Linked DNA regions of Mus musculus: regions 2, 3, 4, 5, 6 and 7 are each linked to region 1. Evidence: chromatin contacts called from public Hi-C, HiChIP or PLAC-seq and promoter capture Hi-C data. All regions are on one chromosome and are shown on one strand. Each heading gives the region's core, a stretch centred on a gene start, on an enhancer-like site or on the middle of the called end of the contact. The rest is flanking DNA. Distances are from core to core; before and after follow the strand shown.

Region 1 (3,841 bases), core at 592-3,091:
CACACACACACACACACACACACACACATATATATATATATATATATATATATATATATATATATATATATATATATATATATATATATATATATATATATATATATATACTTTTTCGGGACAGGGTTTCTCTGTGTAGCCCTGGCTGTCCTTCTGTCTACCTCTGTAGACCAGGTTGGCCTCGAACTCAGAAATCCACCTGCCACTGCCTCTCAAGTGCTGGGATTAAAGTTGTGCGCTACCACTGCCCGGCTAAACCACACATTTTAAAGAGACATGTGTCCTGGGAGTTGTGTCTCAACACAACTGCCATATAAAGAAAATACCCGTTGGATGTCTTGCGGAAATCTTTGTCATTTGGCTAGGGTTGTCGTCACTCTTTGTGTCCGCTCTTCCAGTTTTGCCCCTTTGTCATCCTTTCCCGCTCTAATAGACTGTTCTCATTTCAACAGTAAAGCTCAGAAGTCAGGCTGTACTGGGGGTGAGTTGGGTAAGCCCTGGGCCAAGGACTTTGGTTGCAGTGCCCCTCCCCCAACAATAATAATCAGATAAGGAACACTCTGCACTGCTGAAATGCTTTAAGTAATTTACACACTCAGTCCTTTACAGTGGCATGGACATTTGCAGTCTGTACGTTTTGTAGGAATTTAGTTGCCGGACAACACGGAGAGAGCTAAAGCAGTTAGAATTTTGTCAAGTTGTGCCCGTAAGTGGCTCTGGAAAATTTCATGTGGGCTGGAAAGGGTGATGGGGCCCCTGCAAATGGAAGGGCAGTTTTATGGGGGAGGGGGATGAAGAGAAAGAAATAATGAGATATATTTCTGTTCCTTCTGTGTGATTAGCATATTGATATCTATTTATTTTATTTTGACGATTCATCTGTACCTTGCAAATAAGCAGTTAACAAAAAATTGAAATAATGGCCATTTTCTAGAGAAAGAAAACTTTCCCTAGTCCAACATATACATGTAAGAAATGTGTTGATTAGTAAAATAAGTAGCTGGTTTATTCCTGTAGTAAACCTTCACATTTTAATCTACTTGCCTTTTATTGAACACTTTTCCCTCATGTGACTCTACCTTAGACCTGTCAGGAATTCTCCGTCAGCATTCCATCTCAGGAATGTTCCACAGAGTGTGGACCGCCTTTAATCCCTTCACTTGGGAGTCTAAGGCTTGCACAGGTCTCTGAGTTGGAGGGCAAGCCCCAGAGAGCAGCCAGGGTTGGTCTCAAAGTGAGATTTTGCATCTCTTTCCTGACCAAAAAACAAAAAACAAACAAAAAAAAAAAACCAAAAAAACCCGATTTATCTCGCCACTCCACAACAGATCCCAATTTAACGCTTATGTTTAATGATCATGTTTAATGCCGTGCTGTTTGTGAGAGTGCAAGCGAGTATATTCGCACAAGTGATTTCCAAGGCAAACACGGGGAAACAGAAAGGCTCAGTTCTAAACCCAAAAACTTGCTGTGGCCCTGGGCCGCTAGGGTTTTATCCTAGATCGTCAAGAGCCGGCCAGCGCAGGTTAAGTGGCGAGGGCTGAGCGACCTGCTGATCAGCGCATCGGATGAGAGTGCGAGCCGACCCACTACGCACCAGCAAGCATTCCCGTCCTGCCCCACGGCCCTTCATTGAAGAGCCCCCTGGGCGATCACGTGAAAGAGGCGTGCGAACCTCGTGACGTCACGCGGCCTAAGCCAATAGGAGCTTCTGTTTATGTAGGGACCTCCGACTCCTCACGACTCTCACTGCGCAGTCCGACGGAGCTCGCTGGAGCAGGAACCCCGTGGGGTGGGTTCGCGGGTGGCCTTCCGCAGCGGCGGCTCCGCCCACTCCCTTGCGTCCCCCTTCTTGGCCCTCGCCGCTGGCCGTGGCGGCCTGCTGGGTCCGCGTCCCGCCTCTACTCCCGGAGGACATGCAGAAGAGAGAATGAGCCAGAGGGACACGCTGGTGCATCTGTTTGCCGGGGGGTAAGGTCGCTGGGGCGCGCGGGCTGGAGGCCACGGGCCTGCGAAGGCCACGCCGAGCCTGGGCGGGGGCAGGGCGTGAGTCGCGGCCTAGCTCGTCCGGTACTGCGCGACAGCGGAGGCACACGGACCCGGACCTCGCGGAGGAGGCTCGGCCATGGCGACAAAATGGGAGCAGGCTCGGCCTCCCCGTCCCGCACGACTGGGCCTCACGTTGCCCACGTTCGCGGGCGACCTTGTTTCCGGCCGCCGCTGCGCCTTTGCTGCTGGCCGGCGTCGTAGCCGGCGGGGAAGGCGTTGCAGTGCTCGCCCGCGGTGCGCAGAGGTTATTTCCAGCTTCGGAAAATTTTCTCTCCCTTGCCTGCCCCGGTTTGCGGGAGATGGTGCAAAAGTGGCAGTGACTTTGAAATCAATCAATCTCTCTTTCTTTTCTTTTCTTTTCTTTTCTTTTCTTTTCTTTTCTTTTCTTTTCTTTTCTTGAGATGGGAAGGCAACCCCCTCCCCCCCCCCCCCGACCCTTCAGCACTGCCTGCTTTGGAGAAGGGGTATGGATGGTTTGAGAGAAGGCGACTACTAAATGAAATCATTATATATGTGTACAGGATTAGTGTGGAGCCCGAAGTCTGGTTTGCTGATCCCCCAGCTACAGCCATTTTGCTGAGCCAAGTTTGTTCCTCCATTCGATATGTTCCTTCCCAGTTATTTAGAGAAATAATAGAGCAACGTTAAGACTTTTACCTGCAAGACTATAAAGTTGTCACAAAAAATCGCTATGGTGAATTAACTTTTTAACCTATATAACAGAATAAAGTAGTATTTTAAAGTTTGGTGGTTTGATTCTTGGATCAGCCACTTTAAGGGATACATACATATATGTATGCATTCTTTGCATGGTTGTTTGCTTTGAGTTAATGTGTGGAGATTCTGTTGCCAATATGACAGTACTTTACATTGTTGTCACACATTTCATTCAACATTTATGATTCACCAATTTTGAACGGTCCACTATTCTGCCATTAAAGCAACTACTAATTTTATGAGGAGCAGTTTGCCTTTTGTGTTTCTAAAATGCTTCCTGCCAGTAAAGGGCTAATTTAATTTCTGCAGTACCTGTACTTGGCACCTGCTAGTCAAGTTCTCTGCCACTGGGCTCCATCCTCGGGCCCTTAGAACATTTTTTTTTCTGTTGTTTTGTTTTTGTTTTTCGAGACAGGGTTTCTCTGTGTAGCCCTGGCTGTCCAGGAACTGACTCTGTAGACCAGGCTGGCCTCGAACTCAGAAATCCGCCTGTCTCTGCCTCCAAAGTGCTGGGATTAAAGGTGTGTGCCACCACTGCCTGGTCCCTTAGAACATTTTATTAATCTCTCTTTCCCTCTCTCCTCCCCCCTCTTTCTCCGAGTGTGTGTGTTGGGGGGGGGGGCGGAGTAGGAGAAAGTAAGGATAGCATCTTGTAGTTGGATTTCTACTTGTAGTTAGATCTTCTGAAAGTTAGAAGACCATAGATGTAGTTCAGGTTGGTATTTTAATTTGTTTTGAGTTAAGAAATAGAAGTCTTTAATCACTTCTCCTGTAGAGCAGAGTTGACAATGGTCTCTTCTAGAGCCCTTGCGTGGCTCCTTTGTTATTCTTTGTCCAGGCATATGTGTGTGTGTAAGTTTTGTTAAAGCACATGCATGTGTAGGATATAAATGTTAGTCTGAATGTGGATTTTTCCAGTTGTACTAGGACATCACTGTGTTTATAAACACTTGTGAAGTTAGGCCATTCTATGTAGGCTTTTTGTTTCAGTTGAGAGCTGGAATGGAGAATTATTATGTACGGGATTCAAAAATATCAGTTCATTTCTTCCACTTCTCAAGAAGTCTAGTACGCA
Region 2 (3,756 bases), core at 1,062-3,561, 1.2 Mb before region 1:
AATCTATATCAGTTGTGTGGACAAGACCACAGAAGACCTCAGGCCCATTCAAGGTGTAAAATTTACCAAGCCTCTTTTTTCATTAATTGTTGTTAACACATAAATATCATATATATATATATATATATATATATATATATATAATGTGTATATATTATACATGTGTATACCATACAATATATACATACATAATACACATATATGTATTAATAATAAAGAAAGAAAGAGGCATGAATTTGAGAGAGCAAGGAGGGATATACAGGAGGGTTTTGAAGGGAGAAAAGGGGGGATGATGTAATTATATTATAACCTTAAAAATATAAAGAAGATATTATAAATACACACACATGTAAATGCCAAGCAGCTGACAGGTGTTTCCTGAAGCCACTCTCTCAAATCTGTGCTGGTCTCAAGTTCTGAGGGGTCCTCAGCAAGGGGCCAGCAGAGACGGTGCCTCAGGGGAGAGAGCTGCCAGTGGAAGAGCTGCCTCTTGGGGCTGGCGGGATCAGGTGGTGCTTGCTGGGAAATGTGTACCTAGACCAGCAGTTCTCAACCTGTGGGTCGCAACCCCATTTGGGGGCTCACATAGATATCCTGCCTATCAAATATTTAAACTATAATTCATAACAGTAGCAGAATTACAGTTCAGAAGTGGCAATGAAATAATTTTTATGACGAGGTCACAACGTGAGGAACTGTATTAAAGGACTGCAGGAGCAGGAAGGCTGAGAACCACTGGCCTAAATGCTAAATGGAAACAAGGCAGCTTCCCTCACAAGGCTCAGAGTCCGCATGGTAAGTGGCCAACCTTGCACAGGCTCCAGGAGAGCAGGTCTTGTATCTGGCTTCTCCTAACCCTTAGTGTCAAGGGAAAGGCATGAGCCAAGTGTTTCCAAAAAATGGTTAAACCAGTCCTCAACTTAGAGAACAGGCTGTATTGTGAGAGTTTACTCATCTGTCAGAGGGGAATGTACTAAGGCGGGGGGGGGGGGGGGGGAAGCTTACTCTGAGACAGACACCTCAAGTTCAGTCTTGAGGAGCAGAGATACCTTCACCCCTGCTGTGCCCGCTGCTGTCTGAACAGCTCTGGCAGCTGCTTCCCACAAACCCATTTCCTGGTAGTACAAGCAGTCCCATCTTAGAACAGTGGCTTAAGAAACTGCCGAGGCAAATGCCCTGATCAAAAGCAACTCGGGTAGGAAGCCTTTATTTGCCTTGCTCTCCCAACGTCACAGTCCCATTAATGATAGAAATCCAGGCAGGGGCTGAAGCTGAGGCCATGGAGGACCACTGCTTCCTGGCTTGTTCTCCAAGGCTTGCTCAGCCTATTACAACTAAGGACCACCACTGGGGTGGGGGACGTGGGAAAGGGTGTGGTGGAATCCCCCACTGTGGGCTGAGCCCTCCTACATACATCAGTAATCAAGAAAATGCCCCCACACCCTTTTGGTCAGGTTAGTCTAATGGTGGCATTTAAAAACTCCAAGTTCTCTCTTTCCAGATGACTCACTTGTTGACGTCGACTAACTAGGACAGGAACTCGCAGGCACCAGCTCTCTGCAGGACGATCCCAAGGGAACCTCCTTCCCAAGCCTTACTTTATGTCTGGAATTCCGTCATTCACGGGGTAGCTTTAGCTCCAGCAGGTTTTGCTGACGGGAAACGTAATAAAACTTCTCCAGCACCCTGCGCTTTTATTTACTTATCTTAAAAATTATCTCCACAGCTCCTACTAATTTGAACTGTCATACTTTAATGTGTGTGGTTTGCCTTTGCTGGAGGTCTCCTCGCTAGTCTGTGCTCTGCGGGGCAGCACGCTACACGTGACAATCGCTGGAACCCCACTTAGGCCAATAGAAAGAGAACACTGAACAATACGCTGTAATTGTCACACACTTACTTTTAACTGACTGTAAACGTGCTGCAGGGGGGATCCGAACCCGTGTCAGCTCGAGCCAATCGGTCAGAAAAGTGACCGTGGGGCTAGCGTGGTTCTGCGCTCCACAGCCATCTGACTCTGTCGTGCGCGCGCGCGCCCGAGTCGCCGCCCCCGAGAGTCACGTGGGCCTGGTAGGTACGCGGGGACTCAAGGCTTCGTGGACACCCACGCGGGCGAAGCAGGCAGCCAAGGTCGCTGGCTGTGCTTACCTGCGCGTCGCGGGGCTCCGCTCAGAGTCAACAGGGACCGCGGATCTGCTGCTCGACCAGGATGGGTCACCCCGCAGATCGCCCTAAGACTAACTAGTCTTGACCCAGGCTGGGGGCGGAGCCGCGAGTGAACTTGACCTTGCGCTCCCAGCTTCCTGCTGTGGGCGGAACTCCCGGGAGACAGAGCGGAGCTTTGCCCCGCCCCCTCAGCGACCTAAGACCACGCCCCGTGCCCCGCCCCCGCTCTTCAGGTCCTCAGTAGATTGTCATCTGTGGCCTTTCTGCTCTGTGTTTTCATTTTTTACTTTTTTTTTTAGTTTTGTATTCTGTTTGTTTCTTTCATCTAACTTTCACTCTGGTTTTTAAAAGCCTGAATTAAAACCATATCAAGCAATGTATGAACAGTTCTTAAAGTATAAAATAGCTACTTACAATGAAAGAAACAAGCCCCTCCTGTTCTGCTCTACCTAGAGCCCTTTTTCATCAGTCCCTTCCTTGGATGGTCACTTTTTGTCGCAAAAAAAAAAAAAAAAAAAAAAAAAAAGAAAGAAAGAAAGAAAAAGAGCTTACATAGCGATTTCTTGATTTATCTATTGACTTTCTGCCATGTTAGATGAGGATTTACTCTTCCTGGGCCCCTGCTTCCCTCTTCTGACACATTTACACCTCTATTCTCCAGCTCTGCCTTGGTGAGGATAAAGGTTGTGGGGGGATGGGGTTCTGAAGCTGGCACAGTTTGGGGGAGGGGAAAATGGGGGCTATTTTAGAAAGAAAATACAATTAGGACTTTCTGGCAAGTATATTCATTCATACTAAGAAATTGCAACCGAATCCTTGGAGATTCAGGACCTACTCCCGGAGGTCTTTGTGTAATTTAGAACCTTAATTTGCCTCGCTAATGCAGAGTAGTTTCTCAGCCTCCCATAACCCTCTATAACTGCCCAGCCCTCACAAGAAGCTTCACCGTGGCCTGTCAATCCTAATGGAGTGAGTTGCAGGGTGGGGGGAAAAATCAAGGGTGATGTCAAGGCTTGTGAATGCTAAACATTTAAGCTCCCCCCTCCTCCTAGCCACAGTGATAAATCAACTCCTGGGTGGAGAGCTAGCTCTGGACCCAGTTTCTATCCCCAGTCTCCCATGATATTCCCAGGCTCTTAGGAAGGGCCACACCTTTGCCATTAATCAGTATGTGGGCACACAGGTAGCCCCACTAAGAAACCAGGGAAAAGATACCTCCCCACTCAGGCAGTAGACCCTGTGCCCTTTGCGTTTCTTCTGGGAAACTTAGGGTACAATGCACCTCCATAAAGTGACCCCAAGCAAGCAGCTTTACCTACTCAGGTTTCAGTTTCCTTCCCTGTAATCAGTAGAAACAACCCTCTACCTCGATGGCTTTGGAGGAGGTTCAAGCAGCACGATAGTAGCTAAGTGTACAGTGTCCTTTGGATAGTTTCTTACTGATGCCAGCAGCGTAGGTGGTGTGTCACAAAATTTGGAGGCATCTGTGAGCATATGTAGTGTACACACTCCTACAGGTTGGTTTACTTTCATAAATTAACCAAAGGCCAAGTCTTTCTGAGTCAGGACCCGGGGCTGTGGAGGCAGAGA
Region 3 (3,803 bases), core at 1,235-3,734, 1.2 Mb after region 1:
TGGTAACATTTATTTTATTCTCAGCCATTTCTCCTTAGGGCATACTGTGCCACATAACGATCCTTTGGTAGGTCAGCTTTGAATGTCTAGGTGGGATACTGCTTTTTCTTCTTCACTCAGTCAGTCTTAAAAAATAAAATAAAATAAAGCCTCCCTCCCCCAGCTTTAGGTACTGTTATCTAATTGGCTAGTCCTTTGAAGCCTACAGGGTATTCTGGAGTTCTGTTCACAAGTTCATCAGCTAGTTCTTCTTTTCCTCTCAAACTGTCTAGAGTCTCTTGGTAGTTTGCCCTCATCTAGTAGTGTTTGGACTCAGTAACATGGGGCTACTGAATCACATGAATTCTATCTATTTTCATTCAGTGGTTCAAAGGATGAATAACTGTGCTGATACCATCCTCACTCTCGTTCTAAAACACATCGCTCCCCATCCTCTCCCTCTGGGTGTGCTTCTGTTCACCCTGGCAACCACACAGGAAACTAAATGTTCTTCATTTAGTTTTTTTTGTCTGTTTTTTGAGGCAGGGTCTCTCAGTGAACCTGAAGCTCACTGATCAGTTGGACGAGTTGGCCTGAGAGCCCTCAGGCTTCACCTGTCCCTGCTCTCTAGTGCTGGTTACAGGTGCTCTATGCTGCTCCCGGCTTTTATGTGGGTGCTTGGGTCCTTCCCTCCTAGTCTTCCTTTTTTGGTCTTCTGTTAAATAAAATATTTGTGAAAGGCCTAACTTTGATACATCGAGTTTCTTGTTTTGTCAGGTCTGTGTTCCATGGCTGTCAGTTTATCTACCTACCTCTGCCTGCTCAGTGCTGGGATTGAAGGTGTAGGACACCATGCCCCGCTGACACACCAACAAGTTTTAAAGTTTATTTTCAGTGTAATTTTAAAGCAATCCTTACTTTCAATCTACTGTAAAACTTTCACAAAATCTATCTTGCTTCCCATGTCATGATGTTGCTTTAAAAGACTGTTTTGTTTTTACAATGAAATTCCCCAGGATGGTGAACCCAAGATATTTTTACCAAATAAATGTCTGTGATCAAAGAGCATAGAATAAAAATGTTATTGAACACATTAGGCTAGAAAATATTTATTGATTAAAGATCCTGAAAAAGAAAAACAATGCCTCCATTTTCACTTTTCTCCCTGAAAATAAATACCATCTAAATTTAAGTCAACCAAATTCATACCATCTAATCTTAACTAAAATAAGGGGAAGACAAGTCAGCATTTTCGAACTTTTTATAAGGTTTCTTTTATATGCCAACTTTCATTAGAAGTTAATATCAAAAGAATCCTTTCCAGAGGCTGGATTCTATCTTTAACCTTATAAGTACCTTAAAACAAACAAACAAAAAAAAAACCCCACATAATTGACAACTTCCAGTATTAATACAGTGCTACTTATCACAAATAATTTATTAAGTATACAAATTTCAAAAACGAGTTTTTTTTTTCTGTAAACCAAAGTCATTAAATGTGACATACTACATTATCATTCAAAGTCTAGTTTACCTATTAGAACATTTGGTTTCTCTCCTCCGTCATTCAAACATGCAGATATATTCTAGTATATAGTATATATAAATATACAAATACACACTTTTAGAACTCAAAAAAAAAAAAAACCCGCTGCTGTAGGGTCATTATACACTAAGTGTTAGTAATAATGTTTCGAGATCTTTCTGCCATACTAAAGCCTTTAAGCACCATTCCCCCCACCTCCCCGCCCCATCCCTGCGCTCCATCTAAACGTTTTGTTCGTTTAGACAATAGGGGGGTCGGTCCTGTCTGGGGGCTAACGGGAGCATGAAAAAGTATCACAAACCCAAGACACTAGCTAGCTACAGCAACCGGTCCAGGCATTGAGGTTAAATGCAGCTCTTCACAGCTGGAGTGCTCCGCGATTCCACCACGGGGACGTTAGTGCTTGTATACCGTCTGTTGCTTTGCTTGGGATGAGGGACCCGAGAAGTCGTCCCACACAGCTTCGCAGCCTAAAGCGAAGCTCCAGGTCCGGTTCCCAGGAGGACAGAGAGGGCTCCTTAAAAGCCTTCCCACCAAGGGCTCCTTTGCAAGTCCTGGAGTGCCTTCCCAGGGGGAGCTCAGACCTGCCGCAAGCCACTCTGTTCTGACCTGCCTCTACCTGGTGCGGCTACCCGGGGGCCGCCAAGCCTCCGTTCCCCTTCTCTTCCCCCCGTTCGGCCGCTGACCTGCACCGCGGGCAGCTGGAAGGCCGGGGTCCCACAGCGCAGAGAGGCCCGCGGGCCCGCTTTCTGCGCCGCGGCCTGAGCTCACCCACCTGATGCTCCTTCACCACTTCGCTGAGGCAGGGGTACCGCTCCGAGATCCATCGGTAAAACTTGGGGACTCCCATTTTGACCGTCGACACTAATTCCAGTCGGTGCAGAAACGAAACCAAACACCCCGCCCGGGCCTCCGCCGCCGCCTCCGGCCGTCGCTCGGAGGATGACAACACAAGGTCCGCCAGACCATAGAGCAAACCGTGGGCCTAGAGGGGCAGGACGGCGCTGGTGGGCGGTGGGTCCTGTCTATCCCGCTGCCTCGCTCTTCCATACTCGTTGGTGACAGCGCAAGAGGTGTGATTTGCGCATTAGGTGAGCTCAGGTTTAAAATGCCAGTTGATTGAGGTGTGGACTTGCGGATGGTATAAGAACGTTTAAGAGACAGTTGGTTAGCTTTATGTTAACTTGAAACATGGCAGAGTCGTTAGAAAGAGAAACCTCAACTGAGAAAAACGCTGCTTCCAAATTGGCCTGTGGGAATATTTTGATTACTGATCAATGCGGGAGGGCCCATCTGAATGTGTGCTGCTGCCACCCCTGGGCCGGTGGTCTTTCGGTATGTGAAAAAGGCTGAGTGAACTAGCCAGAAAGCAACATTCCTTCAGAGCTTCTTCAGTTCCTGCCTCAAGTTCCTTTGATGATGGGCTGTGATGTGGAAGTGTAAGCCAAGTAAACTCTTTCCTTCCTAAGTTGCTTTTGGTCATGGTGCTTATAACAGTAATAGAAACCCTAGTAAGAAAGGTATTGGACACTTGCTTTTTGTACTGTGGGCTTGTCCCTCGTGGGATCGTTAAATTTACTATTTTTCAATGTGGACTTGAAAAAGTCTGGTTAGCTTGTGAGAGGAGTAATTCTCTGAGTAATGTAAACCTACAGAAGAGTTTTAATTTTCTAATATTTTAAAGAGTTTTATAGTTTTCCTCTTTATATCTTTTATTAAATTACTTTATTTACATTCCAACCCCCCCCCCCATCCTGACTCCCCCTCCCGGAGTTCTTTAAGCCCTCCTCCCAACTCTGAGAGGGTGCTCCCCCATCTGCTTCCACCTCACATTTCCGCTTAGGTCATCCCCATTGAGTCCTAGTAGCCTCTCACATCCCAGATCTCTGGGACTTTCTAGAGGTTCCCCATGGGCCCTAACCTCCACTGCTGCATGTTGATTAATTCTCCTGGCCCTCTGGGCATCCCTCCTTTCCATACCTGATCCCGCCCCTTCTTTTCCCCTTCCTCTCACCTCTCCGACCCAATTTCCTCCCTCTGCCTCCCATGATTATTATTCCTCTTCGAGGTGGATTTCAGGTATCCACACTTGGGCCTTCCTTCTTGTTAAAGTCTGTGAGTTGTATTGTGGGAAAGAGTAATTTCCCACCATTTCAAGACTCTGGGTTACTCCCCTCATCCACAATTTTTGATACCCTGTTTCAAAACAAAGAAACCAACAAAATTCAAAAAGCCGGTTGTGGTTACTTAGGAGGCATAGGAAGATCAGAAGTTAAAG
Region 4 (3,910 bases), core at 656-3,155, 1.9 Mb before region 1:
TGTGGTTGTGAGCTTCTGCGACTCTGTTCTGCAAGAGCAGCAGGCCCCCCTAACCTCTGTCTCTCCAGCCCCCAAAGATCTATAACTCCTTTAAAAAGACGAACAAACAAACAAAAAACTATAAACCTTTTAACAGTATTCATGGCTTCTGAAAGGCGGTGAAGCACGGAATCCTGTGCCACTTTCAAGGAGAAACTTTTAAAAGTGCTTTCTACACAAGGATTAAACCTTGCTACAACCCAGTCCCACAATTTCCACAATGAAAAGTTGTAACAAAATCATTGAGCTCACCTCTGCTAGACTCTCTCCCTCATTATGGGGATAGCAAAGTAACAGAGGCCTCTTTAAGTGACACCCCATTGCTATTCCTAATCTGTTCAACTTTCCAGCAAGGCCACAGGCACAGAGTGTAAGGAATATTTTTTTCCACAAGATCCCATCTGGAAGTGTAATTCGCATCAATAAATCTCATATAACATTTAAGAACATGTTCAAAACACCTCTGCAAGGGTCCTGCTTTGGGATTCCACTACAAGTTTGTTTTTTTGTTTGTGTGTTTGACCGGAAGTTCCAACAGTCTTGTGGCTTGTGATCTTACACACTTCAAGTTCAGTACTTTCAAAGCTCATTGGAGTTGCTCTCTTGGCCCAACAGGGTTTTTTCTTAATTTACTTTGGTTGTGATCAATATAATTCATATTATACCTTGTTATTATACCTTCATATTACCACTTGTTTCACACCTGTGTTCTGACCCCACCACTCTGTCCTAAGCCTCACCATGACCTGCACAGGTCTGCTTTTAGCAGAAAACCTTATATGGAATAACAACCCCCAGATCACTAACGATGATTTTACTATATACTGTATTTCCAAAATCCATTCGGTATTTCAGAAACGGTGCTTATCTAATCTAATTATGATGACGTCACCAGACACTAACACCGCCCACAATGACATTTACATGAGCATTGGTTGCAGTACAAGGCAATTTTCAAATTTTCAGACTTGTGTTTACTCGCTGTTACAGGTGACAGATTGAATGCAACGTTAGATGGTTAAACAGCAAAACAACTCAAGTTACCTGTCCCACCATCTTCCACCTTGAGTACAGCGTAATTTCGCTGGGTTTCATTGAACCAATTCATTCTATACCTGAGACAGGTCTCCAAGTCAGCCTTTGCATGAGAAAAACAACAGAATTCTAGGAAGAGACTATAGAATCCCACTCTGCCCGCTGTAAGATAACAGGCTCCTTCATTAAGCAACTCGAGTTGAGCTTATTGCAACACTAGAGCGATTCAGGAATAAATCTGTCCCTAAAGCCAACCTCCACGAAGGAAGTAGCCACAGCCAGCAAGGATGCTGCAGTGAGCTGCTCTCAAGAGCTCCCGACCACCGAGCGAGGTTAGCTCGGCCTCCTACAACCCCTGGAGGTACGTGTAGGTAGGTACTTGTAGGTACCTCTCCGGGGTATTTGGGCCAAGGGCCGCCTGGGACGCAGTCAGGAGCGGCACCGAGACTCGGACACGTCCGAAGCCCGAGAACTCCGGACCGCGCCACGAATACTGCGCCGAGGCACCGGAGGGTCCGCAGCTTCGGGTGGCCGCCCCACACCCCTTCTTTCCGGGGCCTCTTGCCCTGAGCCCACACTGCGGCTTGCTGTCTGCCGACCGAGGCCTGGGCACCACGCATCTCGGAGCCCGCTCGGCCAGGCCGAGCTGGAAGCGCCCGCCGAAGCTGCCAGCACCGTCTCCCGCGCTCACCTGCTCCGCGCGCCGCCACCGGCTCCCGATCCCACGACGTAGTCAGCAGCTCTCGCGGCCGCGCCCACCGGGCTCCAGCACCCGCATGCCGGGCGCCCAGCCTCCTACTGCCTTCCGGGCTCAACGAGACCCCGCCCACTGCCCTACTGCGCCTGCGCGAGTGCGAGAGCCCTTTTCAGAGGCTCCGCCCACGCTCCGCGCGAAAACCAATTCCCGGTGTCCGCCTCCATAGGCCCCGCCTACCCTCCGCTTTGGGGCCAATCCTGCTCCTGCTGTGCGCCGCTCTGCGCCCTTGTGCACAGTTGAGCGCTCTGCGGTGCGCCCTGCTGCGCCGCTGCTGCCCCTAGGCCCTGTGGGTGTCACTTTCTTGTTTGTTGTGCAGGTCTGACAGCAGCTTTTGTAGCCTTCCGGATAACCCGCACCTCCGGGAGAGGCAACTCGTCCGCTGAGACCCTTTGTTCCCACTGCCCTGCCGGCCTTCCATTCTCTGCTATAAGAACGGTCATTTTAGGTGGAAGAGTCCAGCCTTTGAAACCCTCTGTACGACCACAGGGGTCGTTTGGCTGCCGAGCCTTACACCTAGCCCAGAGGTTTTTGCTCGCCTTGTCTCCCTATTTTATATATACTTCTTCCTTTAGTGAGATGTTTGAATTTCACTTACTGACAGACAAACCTTAGGGAAAGAGTATAGAGTTCAATAATATAATAGGGCGTTTAGTTATCCTGGGTGAGGTCGTGGGTTATGTAAATTATTTTTAGTGTATATAATACATATGTACAAACACACAACCACTGAATTGTCCCTAATGCTATTGTAAAGTCTCAGACAAACAGGTAAGTAAGTAATGTCGGATAGAATCTACAGTTTCATTTATATAAAGGGAACGAACCAATGAGAGATTTTTTTTAAGTCTGATAAAGATTTAATTTGGGAGTGTTTGTGCCTGTTTAGTTGATATTTAAGAGAATCTCACTACGTAATTCATAAGAGCCTCACACTTGGATTCCAGACCCTCCTGCCTCAGTCTCCCCAGTGCTTGGATCACCATGCCTATCTACCCAGCCCTCAGGAGGTTGAAACAGGAGGATTGCAAGTTCCAGGCTACCCTAAGCTTTATAACTAAGCCTTGTTTCAAAAAACTAAAGTAGTAAAATTTAATGAAGCAGAAGTTTCAGGCACGGTATCTGCAACATTAAAGAACACTGGTCTACTTAATATTCTGAAATTTCTGACTGTCATGGCAATAAATTTTTTTTAAAGAAAAGAATAGACAAATGGGAGAGAACTGGACAAAACAGATGGCAGACACATTGTACCCCTTACATAAAAGAGTTTCTATGAATAGATTTTTAAAATGCCAAATGGTGTTTTTCAATTATTGGTGAAATGTTCAAGTAGGATATTAGAAGGACAGGGAATATAAATGGTCAATTTAAAAAGACCTTTTCTGATTTCTAGCACTGAGGGAAAAAGCTTACTCTTACCATGGACTCAACCAACTGCAACTCAAAAATCTTTTGTGAGGTCTAAGAGTTGCCTAGCATACCCGAAGCCCTCAATGTAAAACTCAAACACTAAAACACACCATCAAAGACTCACTATGCACAAATACAAACATCTATAATTTAATTGTACTGAATACATGCAGACTTATTATTCCCATCTTCCTAGTCCATAAATATGATATGACTATTTATATAGCAACCGTATTACAAATAATCTAGCAATGATTAAGTATATGGGGCTGGGCATATAGGTTTTGTGCAAATGCAGGGACATTATATGTGGAATGTTAGCATTCTTGGATTTTTTTTTTTAAGTGCTGGGAATTAAGCACCGGATATCACACATGCTAGGCGGATGTTTGTTAAACCTTCGGCCCTCATCCTTAGATTTCAGTATCTACTGGGAATTTCTGGAACTGATTCTCCACAGACACCAAAGGGATGGTGACTGTATACAAACTGACTGGCTTTAATGAGAGAAATGTATTCCTCATAGTCTTGGACTCTACAAGCTCCAAATCAGGTGTTGGCAGAGTTCGTTGCTCTGTTTGAGAGGGAAAGCCTTTCTGCTGGTTTTCCATCTTTGTCAGTCCTTGGTTAATGAAGGCATCATCCTGGCTCTGCCTCTCTCTCTCTCTC
Region 5 (4,262 bases), core at 870-3,369, 1.3 Mb after region 1:
TAGAATGTCTTTCCTCATCATACTGAATAATACCATGTTTATGCCACGTTTGGGAGGATTATATTTACTCATCTGTTGAGCATTTGCTTCCACCACTGAGCTATTGTGAATATCAATGCTTTGATGAGCAAAAGTGTAAACATATATGTTCAAATCCCTGTTATAAATTCTTTTGGGTATATATTATAAAGAATTGTCATGTTATGAGGTAACTACTCTATTTACCCTCCTCCTTTAGTAGCACCTTCATTCCACTTCACAACCGTTAAGTTACACTATTTTACTTCTATACTAACAATGTACCACAGGGTCCAATTTCCCCATATCCTTACCATTTCTTTTACATATCAATAGTTATTGTAATGGTCTGAAATGGAATCTCCTTGTTTTGTTTTTGAGGAGGGTTAAGTTCTCACTATAGAGCCCCTTTTAATACCTTGATAGCTCAAGCTGTCCTCAAACTCAGTGAGCCTCTTGTCTTGGCCTCCCAAGTCATCTCACCAACTTCCTTGTGTGGTTTGGATTTGTCTCCCTTACTTTTAATCATATCAAACATCTGTGTTTTCCTTTACTTATTAGCTATTTTATATTCTCTCTGGAGAAAAATCTCAATTTCCTTATTCATTTTTTTCATCAAACTTTTTTATTGTTGAATTATGTAAGTTTTTAATATATTAATAGCTGTTAAACTTAAAATTTTAATCATTTTAAAAAGTCTGTATGCGCATGTGAGATATATATGTATGTATGTACATATGAATATAGGTTCTTGTGCCACGGTACATGAGTTAAGGACAGGGAACAACCTCAGGTGTTGGTCCCTGCCTTCCAGAATTTCAGTGATGACAAAATTTGTATTATCAGTTTTCCAAAATCACTTTATCTCATATACTTTTAGACAGAAATTACTAAATTCAAATTTTTAATGATTTTTTTTTTTGCTCCCACAAAGTCTATTTGCCACATTCATGCAAAGTAAAAAAACAAACATACAAACAAAAAAACCCTTCAGACAGTACAAAAGTGGTCTTTTCATTTATCCTCTAATTTAGGTTTTCGGTTTTTGGTATGGCCAACAGGAGGAAATGAACATCGCTGCGGTGCAAAACTAAAAGGAAACTGATAGCTCACAGACTTAAGGTCAGCACTAACTCTACGTGCAAACTTTCCAGCCTGAGAGAACCGACTTGAGAACTCAATGGCTGCGGTGTCCTGACAGAGGAAAACCTAGAGCGCAGAAGGGGCGTGGCAAGCGCTAATTTCTGATTGGAACCCGGTTCTCCTTTGACTCTCGAGGTTGACAGAAACAAGGGGTTTGCTTCCCCCCACCCCCTTTTTTCTCTTGTCTTTGTCTTTCCAGAGGCAAGGTCTCACTATTTAGTCCTGGCTGGCCTAGGGGCACCTCTGCCACCCAAATTCTGGGATTGAAGGCGGCGAGCCTCAAAGAGGCAACTGCAGATGAACACCAACGCGTGTTTTAGTTTGGGGGACGCTGTGCACGTTGGACTCCGTGGACCCGTGGCCAGTCCCGGGGACTTCCGACTAGAGTAGCGGGCTGGCCGACGCTCGGCCTCTCTCGGAGGAGAAACCGCCGCGCTTCCCTCAGAAGCGGGGCCGTGATTCCCAAACAAAACCTCAGCCAATGGATTCCGTCAACAACGACCAAAGGACCAGGACCCGGGGGAAGTTTTCGGGAAGCAAACGAGTGTGGTAAGATGGCCAGAAGAGACCCTTCTCGAGGCCAAGCGGGAAGCAGCTCGCGTGGACTGGCTCCCCGCGAGCCGAGCCGCGGCTGCCACGGTCACCCCGGCACGTGGGTCGCCACGGCGCTCCGGCCAACTGCCACTGTGAGGGAGGGAACGGCGGCCACAGGCCGCGGCGCGGGCCGAGGAGACCCGGCGACTCGAAGCTGGCGACGACGCGCGGCCCTACCTGGCCAACTCCCGCAGGGCGGGGATCATGGACGCCAGCTCCAGCCCGTGGTCGCCCATGGTGACACCGAGCGGCTCTCAAAACAGCCGCCGCCGGCGCCGGGCTTCTCCACAGCCGCCTCCGGTGGAGAGGGCGGAGCGTCGACGGAGCCCCGCGAGGTCCAAAATTCTCCTCCCGGAAGCCGCTCTCGGTTGCGGTTGGAACCCTGGGGAAATCCCAGAGGCGACAGGGGCGGAGCCGACAGCGGACGTGCCCGCCCACTTTCCCTCCCAGGCGAGTGCGTGACCTACTCCACGGGTATTTTTTGCTCAAACCTGGATGCTCAGGGAAGCCGTAAGCTAGGATCTGGGTCGGAGAGGGACCTGACGACCCAACAAAGTTAGATATTTCACTATGTTCGAATGGCATATTTAACTAGGTAAGGCCATGCAGTAATCCTTACATTTGCTGTTTAGGACACAAGGGTAATTATTGATACAACCTCCAAAAATAAAATTAAAAAGTGGTGGAATGGCAGCCAGATGCGCTCTGACTGCAAAGCTGTACTTTGAACACCCATCCCTTTGCCCCGTTTCCTTCAGTGATGCCCTGTGACGAGGAACTTTAAGCTGAAGCAAACCTTTTCCTTCCCAGGTCACTTTCCATCATTGTGTTCCATCACAGCAATAGAAACCTAACATAGGACAGGCAACTATGAAAAATAGTGTATCTGCTAAAAAGCAAGAAAAGCTAGCTATTTTGAAATCATGTTGAGAAAGATGACAATAATGACAGAGCTGAGGGCACAGTCCAGTGGAAGAGCACTAACCTAGCTCGTGAGGCTCGGGCACAGAGGACCTAGAGTACTAAACAAACTACAGTTAAACGATTTTAAAAAAGAAGGCATAGTTGCACATGCCTACAATCCCCTTACTTTGGGTATAGAGGCAGAAGGATCAAGAGTTCAAAGCCATCCTTAGCTCTATAATGAGCTCAAGGGCAGTCTGGGATACAGGGGAACCCTGTCTCAAAAAACAAAACAAAACCAAAAGCCACTACCACCACCACCAACAACAACAACAACCCAGTATGTAATTCATCACTGAGTAGCACTGCAGTTCTGAAGTGCAGGACCCCAAACAGCAGAGCTCTGGCAAATCTAATCCAAAAAGCAATTTTTGAAACAATTATTTGTTTTTCACTTTACATTCCAATACCACCCCCTCTCCTCCCAGTGCCGTTGGTGGGCCACCATGGGCAGTCCACATATGTCCTAGGCTATCTGTGAATATGATCCAACACAACTGAGGGACAGCACCATCACCCAGTGTCGGTAAGTGGTAGGGAGGTACTGATAGCTCTCCACAGAGTGACAATAAGCTGGCCACAGCACTACATGGCTATAATTCTAGCACTTTAGAGGCGGAGGCAGCATGGTAACCAGCTTAAGCCGCCTTAGGTTACATGGTGAGGCACAGTCTGAAACAATAGCAAGAGCTAGTCAAAGCTACCCTTGAGTTTGGAGGGGGGTGCAAATCAGAATGAAAGGAAGCTGGCAGCCATTTATCTGGACAGCCTTAGTGATACACCAATAAATGAGAGGCAGATGCCAAGGCCAGTGTCGGTCCTCCCTCTGAGGACTCTCTCTCTCTGCCAAACTCTGCAGAAGAATTTTTCGTAAGGCTGATTCTATTTTCATCTCCCATTCAGTCCTAACCCAGTATTTATTATACTCTGCCCTTGTGTCCCTCCCCCTCCCTGCCCTAATTCTCCCCAGAATCACCAACAGTTTCTCTTTTTCTCCTGTTGCTGCTGTTGTTGTTGCTTATTGAGATTGGGTCCCCCATAGCCCAGGCTGGCCTTGAGCTCACTATGTAGCTGAGGATGACCTTGAACTGCTGATCTTCATCCCACCTTCTGGGTACTGGGATTACAGGCAGGTGCCTCTATATTTAGTTTACATAGAGCTAGAGCTAGAGCTCAGACTCATGGTGTGGTGGTTTGAAGGAGAATGACCCCCAGAGGCTCATATATTTGAACACTTGGCATCCCCAGTTGGTGGAACTGTTTAGGAAGGATTGCTGGAGGAGGAGTGTCACTAGGAATGGGGGCAGGTGGACTTTTAGATTTCAAAAGCCAATGCCATTTCCAATTACTTCTTTCTCTCTCCCTCTTCCTCTTCCTTCTCTTCCCTCCCCGTTCTCCCTGTCTCCCCATTCACTCGTCTCTCTTCCCTCTGTCCAGTGCTTGTGGATCAAGATGTAAGCACTCAGCTAATTCACCAGCGCCATGCCTGCCTGCCTGTCGCTTTGGTCTCTGCCATAATAGTCATGGATTCCAACCCTCTGAAA
Region 6 (3,786 bases), core at 1,167-3,666, 1.5 Mb before region 1:
CCAGGCTGTCCAAGAAAGCATGAGCCCCGAGTGTAGAGACAGACCCCCATGTAAAGTGCACAGGAAGAAGGTAATAGATTAGAGCACACAGATAGCCACATAAACTCACATATACAAATAATCAAACAAATAAATACGCAAATAACCTTTTAAAACTCAAACAGAAACACAGGCATGAATTTCCAAAAAACCAATTATTTGGGAACAAAGATTAAGATTAGAAACAGGGGCATGAGTACATAAAACTGGGGTGATCCCTGATATGTTCAGTGGACAAAGAAAAAGTTGTGGGTTTTACTAAGATAGTCTCAATCACTTTGAAATGAAGGGAGATAGGGTTTTTTTGGGGGGGGGGGCACTTTTTTGCTTTAGAAAGCTGACAAGCCTCAGAAATGACTGTGTAAGCCAGTCTAACGGTCACAGCAGCTCTGGTACTTGTTACTAAGTAAAACTATTCTTAAAGGCAGGGGAGCCTTTGTCAACGGATTGGTTTAGCTCTTGCAGTAAGTGTTCATAGCTATAGTGTCTCCTGTGGAGAGGAGACTCCTTTACAATGGGATAAGCTAGGAGTGACTCCATTTTGTTAAATGAATTTTCACAATGGGGAATGGGGAAGAAAATAGGTGAGGTTAGGAGTTAAGTCTCTCTCTATCCAGCAAATTCAAACACATATTTGTTCAACAACTTTCTTCTGCCAGGCCTAGGGCAAAGTGCTTACTTAAGCTGACTAATCTATGGAAGGAAAAGAATTGCACTCCCTAGTCACCTAGAAAAGAATATAATGAAATCATGTGCCCACTCATCCATCCGTCCATCCATTCATCCACCCACCCACCCATCCATCCATCCATCCATCCATCCATCCACCTATCTATCCATCCATCCATCCATCCATCCATCCATCCATGCATACATCCACCAATCCATCCATCCATCCATCCATCCATCCATCCATCCATCCATCCACCAATCCATCCATCCATCCATCCACCAATCCATCCATCCATCCATCCATCCATCCATCCATCCATCCATCTATGCATCCACCCACCTATCCATCCATCCATCCATCCATCCATCCATCCATCCATCCATCCATTGATCCATCCATCCATCCATCCATCCATCCATCCATCCATCCATCTATGCATCCATCCATTTACCAATCCATCCATCCTTCCATCCATCCATCCACCCATCCATTCTTTCATTCAACAAGTATTTGTTCTGCACATAAACAGTACTAGGTAAAATTATAATAATGTATAGGCATAGCCTTCATGTGGTGAGAAAAATAAGCAGATAATAAGGAGAATGACCAGAAATTATAGAAGGGCCGATGAAGGGAAGGTATAAGGTGATTGGTGGTTATGGATTCAGAATGAAGAACAAACATTTGGGGTGCGTTTGAAAAGTTTGAAAGAACTGCAAACAGTTGGATTTAAACCCGCAAGTGGGGGAAGAGGTCTAGGAGGGCAATACACATTCATTATTCAGAACCATAAAACCAAAAAGAAAAGAGAAAAGGAGCACAGAGGAAAAAAATACAAAAACAAAACAAAAAACCTGTACACACATCGAGAGACTCAAACACGTACTTGTGAATAAGCAGTTGGTGGGATGTTGCACGTGCCCATGTGTTGTTAGGACCCGAACCTAGGGCAAGTACTCTAGTGCTGAGCTAAATTCCAAGCCCTTATTTTGTTTCTTTTGGTTTTTTTTTTGTTTTTTTTTTTTTCGAGACAGGGTTTCTCTGTGTAGCCCTGGCTGTCCTGGAACTCACTCTGTAGACCAGGCTGGCCTCAAACTCAGAAATCCGCCTGCCTCTGCCTCCCAAGTGCTGGGATTAAAGGTGTGCGCCACCACGCCCGACTATTTTGTTTCTTAATGTATGTACTCTTAACATGTATGTATTATGTGTGTATGCATGTGTGTGTATGTGGTATATGTCTTGTATACAAATGATAAAGCTAATACTATAAACAAACAAACAAAAGTAAATGGGCTGGTGAGATTCCTGCTCAGGTTGTAAAGATACCTGCTACCAAGTTTCACCTGAGTTCCATCTCTGGGTCGAAAGAGAGCGGCGACTCTCCCAGGCTATCCTCTGACCTCCACATACAAGTTCATGCGCATGCACACACAAACAAAATTACTTTAAAAAAATTCTTTAAAAAGTTCATTCCCACATCTGTAATCAGAGGTCAGAAAGCGGATTGCAGCGGGTTTGAGGTCAAGACTGCAGAGACTGTCTCTAAGAGGGAAGCGGGGCGGGGCATATAGCTCATTCCATACAGTGCTTGCCTTGCTTGCACAAAGATTTTAGTAGTTTTAAAACGCTTCCGCGGCGCCTTGCCTCCACCCAGACTACATTTCCCAGAATGCTGCACAAAAACCTCTCGAGCCGGAAGTTGCTCTATCGATTCCGGCGCAAAGAGCGTCTGGTAATCATGGCTGCAGTCAGAACACCGTTGTCGCTGTGGAGGTTCCAATTGGGCTCTCGGCGAGCACGGCGGGTCTGTACTCGGGCCACAGCCCAGCGCCACCCCGATGCTCTGCTCGCGACGCGGCCCCAGCCATTCGAGGTGGGGCAGCCTCGCCGCCTGCTCAGCTCCGAGGCAGGTGAGTGACCGCCAGAACTCTGCTGAGCGCCCGGGAAACTTAGAGCTTGCTCTAACGAGTGAAGGCGGCTTGTCAGACTGCGTGCGGCTTCCGTCCGTCCTTGCAGAACTTATCTAAGTCCTCATTCATTCATTCATTCAGTCACTAGTGCTTGCGTGCCGCCCCTTGCAAAGCATTACACTACATTAGCTTGGGGCATGCTGTAGGGTTGACCTGGACTCTGTTATCCCAGTGGCGATTGGCAGAGTTCTGTGATCCAGGCTACGTCGGGCATGGGGGGAGGGGGGGGCGGAAAGCACTTAGCTGCCTTTCAAACTATGTTGGACGCATAGGGATGAATCCCAGGGAAAATACGGGCAACGCTGCCACCAGGCTAACCATGCTAAGGTTAAAAGAACAAGAGGACACCATAATAAGCAGAGGTATAGAGAAGAAACTGAACGCTGGTATTTTGGGGGAACGTATTTTGGAGTTAGGATTGATAATGTCTAAGTAAGTGTCCAGGTTTTGATGGTAAGCAGTTGAATGGAGACTCGTGGCAAGCTAGAGAACATTAATGGTAGAAACAGTTTATGTGGTTGATTTTTGAGTTTGGATTGATGACTCGGTAAAATGAAAATTAAAAAACGGGAAAGGAGGCGGAATTTTGCTTGTTTTGTGTTGAAGTTGAGATGTCTTTGTTATTCCAGGGTCAGTATACAGTTAGATACAAATTGAGGCGCACTGGAGTAAAAAAACGATCACTAGAGTCGAGCAGGTGCGTGAGCTTGTCTCAAGACAGTGTAGTGCTGAGCATGTATATAGTTACTGGAGCTTGTGGGTGACCATGAGAATAAACACAGGAGTTTGGTCTTCAAAGAAACGTTCTCGTTAGTTTTGTGTCAACTTGACACAAGCCAGAGTTATCTGAATGGAAAGAAATGCCTCCATAAGATCCAGCTGTAGGACATTTTCTTACTTAGTGTTTGAGGTGGGAGGGCCCAGTCCATTGTGGGTAGTGCAATGCCTGGGCTGGTGGTGGTCCTGGATTCTATAAGAAAGCAGGGGGAGCAAACCAGTAAGCAGCACCCCTCCATGGCCTCTGCATCAGCTTCTGCCTCTGGGCAACTTGTGTTTGTGTCCCGACTTCCTTCAACGATAGACGACTACACTGTGGAAGTGTAA
Region 7 (4,229 bases), core at 1,257-3,756, 1.5 Mb before region 1:
CTATGAACAGTTCTGAACCACAGAACAGAAAATGATTTGAGCAAGCGACTGTGTTCCGTCTCTCCCAGGGAAGCCATTCCAGAAGAAAAGTTAGTTCATTCCACAGTGAAGTCCTGGAACACTCTCTCTTCTTCCACTCTTTCTTGTAGGCTCGTTTAAAATGCACTTCCCCTTCCATAAGCCTAGCGCACAACCTGGACCTTACTGCCAGGATGAGTTACTGTGCTGGTGCCTCTGTGCTGTTCCCTAACAGTCATGAATTCAACAGAAAGCGAAGGTTTGCTTCTCAGCACAAAACTGAGGACCCGGCAGAGGGAATGCCCTGAAACAGACACCTAACAAGGCTCTCAGTCTCCTCTCTCTGTGTGTCTGTTTGACACATGTACTTCTAACTGTTCTTCATTGTTTGCTCTTCACTTCCAAAACCAGCTTTAGGCCCGTGCTCTAACTAGTCAGTTCTCGTGAGAACACCTCCACTGTCATGCAGCCCTGCCCATCTCTAACATACTCAAGCCACCATCTTTAAATCACAAGCTAATCTCAGGGGAGCAAACCTTTTCGATGATTTCTAAATGTTTGCCCCACTAATTACTGTCACAAAATTTAACTTCTCCCTCTCATCTTTGAGTCAACAACAAGCAGGAAGTATGTTATGCCAGGAGCCATAGTGGGATCTTCAACATAACATAAGCCCCCACATCCAAGTAAGTATGTGTAAGTGTGTGGTGTGTGTATGTGTGTGTAAAATAGGATTGTTAGGATAATCCTAACAAGGTTTTCAAATTGATTTTTCAAAATGGCTAGGGATCTCTGAACTACCTAGTATATAGCTGCACATACCCCAAAGTAAAGACACCCATTTTAAAATGTGCATTACTGCAGGCAAGCGCTCCTGGAGTCATACTTACCATCCCAGTCATGAGTGTTTTAAAGATATCATACCAGGTCTTAGACGATTAAACTACTCACACTGCATCCTCAACTCCAGACTTAGTTTAAATGCCACTGCCACCATTATGCCCTTTCTGATTAGCCTAGCCAGAGGATTCTTCCCCATCCACGTACACAGCTCTTCTTGCTTGTGGAGTGGTTTATTTCTGAAGGGCAGGCTCAGTGCTTATCCAGCTCCTTCTCTCCACACCATATGTATTTGGGAATACGGGAGGAACAGGTAGTATAGATGAGGTCCACAGTCTTGCTAGAAGCCTCAGCTGCAGCGCTCATGTCAGACACATGGTAGTAAGTTTAATTAACACCCAAGGTTTGACTTGTATAACAGGGATAATAATAATATCTCTCTTAGCATTCTGAGAATTAAAATCAGAGTTCAGTTAGAGCAGAGCACGGCTTATAGTAACCACCATAAACATTACTCATAATTATCCACAGGCTGCGGTGACAATCAGCTGGTAAATGTTTAGCAAAATGCAGGACAGTGAAATGCTCCTATGGTGAGTGAGCAAATAAATAAAGTCATGTTTTGTACTTTTTACTCGAGACTTAAAATACAGCCATCTTTTAGTATCTCTGCACATGGTTCCAGTATCCTCCACCAAATCAAAACGCTCACGTTCAGTTATTTAAGTGCTTATAATTTACCCATCACTCCTGGTCATCTCTAGATTAGTTAGAACACCGATACAGGGGTCAAAGTTGTAAAGAGTCGTTGTATACTATGACAGCACATGTTCACACAACAGTTTTCCTCAAATGTCTTCCACCGAAAGCTGGTTCAATGTGTGGGTATGGAACTCACAAACATTGAAGAAGGAAAGTCAATTTTTAATTGACTATTAAAAATATGTCTCAAAACTAAGTTAGGCAGATCTCAGGGCCTTCCCCAAAAAGGTCATCCTCTGTGTGCACAGAAGGCCCAATCAACATCAACTAGAAAACGACGAGCTGGGCTGCCATAGCATTTGAAATTTCACCTCTGGCTCCATATACATTTAACTTTGTTTAGTTCTGGTTTTCCTCTGCTTAAGTTTGCAATGTGGTGCCTGCACACTACCAAACACCTCACGCAACCTGGAAGGTGGGTTAGCAAGCACCACCCTCAATGACAGAATAAAGTGACTTGGTCAAAGTTGCCTTTGGCATCCGAGTCCTGACTCTAGCATTTACTTGCACTACCGGACCCGGTGCAGACTGCAAGGGCACTGACAGGCGCCCTGACCGCCCTGAGAGTCGGGGGCGCCGCTCCTTCGCGGGTACCCAGTTACACTACTGTGTCACCACGGCAGCCTCCCGGTCTGGCCTTCTTCCTCCCAGGACGCCAACGGGACAGGAGGACCCCGTCAGGCCGCAGCAGTAGCAGCGCAGACCGCTTCTAGCTACTGCTCCTAGCCAAGAAGCCCCGGGAACCCGCCGCAGCCGGTGGGCTCCACTCTCTGTCCCCTGAGGCCCGACTTACCATGGCTCCGACTGTCCGAGCGAGCCCCTGCCCGTCACAGGCTCAAGGCGACACACTCAGGAACCCACCGACCCGTGGACCGGCCAACCCACTGACGTGGAACTTCCGGGAAGCGACTCTCGCGGTACTCGGAGCCAGGCTCTGCGCCTGCGCACACCCTCCGTAAGGCGGTCCGTGCATGGTCCCGCCCCAGTTTCCTAGGTAACGCGGACTTCCGCGTCTCCCGCTGCTGAGCTGGCTGATGGAGTGTATTGCTGTGGCCAGAGTTGGGCGGTGACTAGCGGCGGTCTGGGCTGCTCACCTTCGGTCAGTTTCAGAAAGGCAAGAAGATGGAGCGCAGTGCTGGATTCCTGCTGAACGTCGGCAGCAGTGGAGGGGCCCGGAAGCGCTATCCGAACAGCGTGAGCCTCTGGCAGAGAAAAGAAAGCTCTAAAACTGTGTACTCCAGCGGGCTCCGGAACGGGGCCCAGAGCGGTGTCTGGGTCTTGGGTGAAACCGACCGAGGCGGAAAAGATGTGGGCGCGGCTCCCGCCTTTGAGGCTCCGAGGAGCCCTGAGATCTTGGTTCTGGAGGCTCCCGGAGGCAGTCGGGTGATTACCCTTCAAAGAGCATCCACCGGGTCGTTTGTTTGGCTATGTACCTTCAGTTGGTGGTACTGCCACATCACGTAGGAGTCGTCTCCGTTTTATTGATTGGAAATGTAAGACTCAAAGAACTCAGGTTTACTGGCCAAGATGGCATAGTAAGTAGTGTTGTTAAGATCTGGGCTCAGGGGAGAATACGCCCTGGAAGCCCAGTGCTCTATCTGCTATGCCAAAATAGCTCTTTAATAAATTAGTTGAATTTCAAAAAAATGATTGCCAGGAAAAGTGCAAATACATTGTGTATCGATTTCACACACCTTTTAAAAAGATAATGCTATGAAACAAATGGAAGTTGCCCTTAGCTCCTTATAAACCTCTAGTTGGAGAAAAGCCTAGGTTTCCAGAAAGGAATTGTATAGCCTGAGAGAAGTAAGGGTGAGTTTTCATTAGGTAGTGCCTGGCTCTTGGGAGATTTATAGGCCTCAGTTTTTCATATACAAAAAGTCAGATAGTTTTCAAAGATCCATTTTTACTATTCTGTCAGTAAAAACAAATTTTCTCTCAGTAATGAGATTTTTACATAATTGACATGAATAATCACATAATCGCATACTGTAGCGCAACCAATTGCAAGAATTAGTTGAAACTTTTTAAAATGTGAACTATATCTAGTGTGGAGAATAGCTGGGCTTCTATTATTTTTGATTCCTTAATTCTCTTTGCATTTTTAATTTGACACAGTATCAATAAATATAAAATAAAATAACATCTCCATTCCACAGAACCTGTTGATAATACTTAAATCTATATAACACCTGTAGTTTACCTGCTGGAGAGTTAAGCCCCCACCTGCCGTGCTCATTTTGTGTCTCCATCTTTTGCTGCTGCAGGTCAGCAACATCAAGTTCTGCAATAGTGACTATGATCAGCTCTTAGCCAGGCCATAGCGTACCCATGTAACCACAAACCTTGAAGATCTGCGAGTTCAATACCAGTTTCTGCAAGACTCTCTCTCTCTCTTTTAATCTTTTAAAACTTATGTACTGAATTTCGGCTATATGAAAAGTTATGCTAGGTACTATCTTAAGAGAATACCTCTAAAACTCTGGACTTGGGTTTTAATTGTAAGAAATTTCAAGAAAATAATCAAATACATAAACACACACACACATAACTCTTAAGTGTTCAATTGTGGGCTTAAAACAAAATCTCTTGTTTACTCTGGCTTAGAG

The links. Promoter capture Hi-C pulls out the DNA fragments that hold promoters and counts their contacts. A called contact is a pair of places that touch in the nucleus more often than the background predicts. HiChIP or PLAC-seq counts read pairs in DNA pulled down with a chosen protein or histone mark. Capture Hi-C pulls out chosen DNA fragments and counts their contacts.
Region 2: a Hi-C map of B cells shows a contact between it and region 1, with 8 read pairs. The contact joins the promoter of Nmnat3 here to the promoter of Slc25a36 in region 1. A contact is called at or near these places in 2 of 39 promoter capture datasets (hippocampal neurons and pre-B cells), 3 of 484 Hi-C or Micro-C datasets (B cells, CD4 T cells and the G1E-ER4 cell line), 2 of 115 datasets of contacts at active chromatin or transcription factors (astrocytes and embryonic stem cells) and 1 of 9 other capture datasets (adipose tissue).
Region 3: an H3K27ac HiChIP or PLAC-seq map of regulatory T cell precursor shows a contact between it and region 1, with 12 times the contacts expected there. The contact joins the promoter of Xrn1 here to the promoter of Slc25a36 in region 1. A contact is called at or near these places in 2 of 39 promoter capture datasets (embryonic stem cells and pre-B cells), 1 of 484 Hi-C or Micro-C datasets (B cells), 4 of 115 datasets of contacts at active chromatin or transcription factors (bone marrow-derived macrophages, regulatory T cells, regulatory T cell precursor and 1 more) and 1 of 9 other capture datasets (adipose tissue).
Region 4: a contact with region 1 is called in a promoter capture Hi-C map of erythroid cells, with 4 times the contacts expected there. The contact joins the promoter of Faim here to the promoter of Slc25a36 in region 1. A contact is called at or near these places in 4 of 39 promoter capture datasets (embryonic stem cells, erythroid cells, hippocampal neurons and 1 more), 2 of 484 Hi-C or Micro-C datasets (CD4 T cells and adipose-derived mesenchymal stem cells) and 1 of 115 datasets of contacts at active chromatin or transcription factors (astrocytes).
Region 5: a promoter capture Hi-C map of liver shows a contact between it and region 1, with 4 times the contacts expected there. The contact joins the promoter of Atr here to the promoter of Slc25a36 in region 1. A contact is called at or near these places in 2 of 9 other capture datasets (adipose tissue and liver).
Region 6: a promoter capture Hi-C map of erythroid cells shows a contact between it and region 1, with 38 times the contacts expected there. The contact joins the promoter of Mrps22 here to the promoter of Slc25a36 in region 1. A contact is called at or near these places in 7 of 39 promoter capture datasets (the 3T3-L1 cell line, the C10 cell line, cranial neural crest and 4 more), 1 of 484 Hi-C or Micro-C datasets (B cells) and 4 of 115 datasets of contacts at active chromatin or transcription factors (astrocytes, embryonic stem cells and extraembryonic endoderm stem cells).
Region 7: a contact with region 1 is called in a promoter capture Hi-C map of erythroid cells, with 32 times the contacts expected there. The contact joins the promoter of Copb2 here to the promoter of Slc25a36 in region 1. A contact is called at or near these places in 10 of 39 promoter capture datasets (the 3T3-L1 cell line, the C10 cell line, cranial neural crest and 4 more), 2 of 484 Hi-C or Micro-C datasets (adipose-derived mesenchymal stem cells and regulatory T cells) and 9 of 115 datasets of contacts at active chromatin or transcription factors (astrocytes, embryonic stem cells, extraembryonic endoderm stem cells and 4 more).

What each region holds. Positions count from the first base shown.
Region 1 is chr9:97,109,041-97,112,881 of GRCm38.p6, reverse strand. Slc25a36 (solute carrier family 25, member 36) reads left to right here and starts at 1,841. Exons shown (of 7, transcript NM_138756.4): 1 at 1,841-1,971. The coding sequence starts at 1,931.
Region 2 is chr9:98,295,125-98,298,880 of GRCm38.p6, reverse strand. Nmnat3 (nicotinamide nucleotide adenylyltransferase 3) reads right to left here and starts at 2,311. Exons shown (of 5, transcript NM_144533.3): 1 at 1,901-2,311. It overlaps Gm46126 (a long non-coding RNA gene), which reads left to right. Exons shown (of 2, transcript XR_001779264.2): 1 at 1-795; 2 at 1,502-1,684.
Region 3 is chr9:95,953,441-95,957,243 of GRCm38.p6, reverse strand. It overlaps Xrn1 (5'-3' exoribonuclease 1), which reads right to left and starts at 2,484. Exons shown (of 42, transcript NM_001311130.1): 1 at 2,301-2,484. The coding sequence starts at 2,375. It overlaps Gm16794 (a long non-coding RNA gene), which reads left to right. Exons shown (of 3, transcript XR_871036.3): 1 at 1-2,616.
Region 4 is chr9:98,984,368-98,988,277 of GRCm38.p6, reverse strand. Faim (Fas apoptotic inhibitory molecule) reads right to left here and starts at 1,905. Exons shown (of 5, transcript NM_011810.3): 1 at 1,766-1,905.
Region 5 is chr9:95,855,454-95,859,715 of GRCm38.p6, reverse strand. Atr (ataxia telangiectasia and Rad3 related) reads right to left here and starts at 2,119. Exons shown (of 47, transcript NM_019864.1): 1 at 1,933-2,119. The coding sequence starts at 1,991. It overlaps 1700065D16Rik (RIKEN cDNA 1700065D16 gene), which reads left to right and starts at 1,834. Exons shown (of 2, transcript NM_001271569.1): 1 at 1,834-2,209; 2 at 4,156-4,262. The coding sequence starts at 1,960.
Region 6 is chr9:98,600,309-98,604,094 of GRCm38.p6, reverse strand. It overlaps Mrps22 (mitochondrial ribosomal protein S22), which reads left to right and starts at 2,416. Exons shown (of 8, transcript NM_025485.3): 1 at 2,416-2,622. The coding sequence starts at 2,451.
Region 7 is chr9:98,562,008-98,566,236 of GRCm38.p6, reverse strand. Copb2 (coatomer protein complex, subunit beta 2 (beta prime)) reads right to left here and starts at 2,506. Exons shown (of 22, transcript NM_015827.2): 1 at 2,414-2,506. The coding sequence starts at 2,416. 4930579K19Rik (RIKEN cDNA 4930579K19 gene) reads left to right here and starts at 2,626. Exons shown (of 1, transcript NR_029444.1): 1 at 2,626-3,777.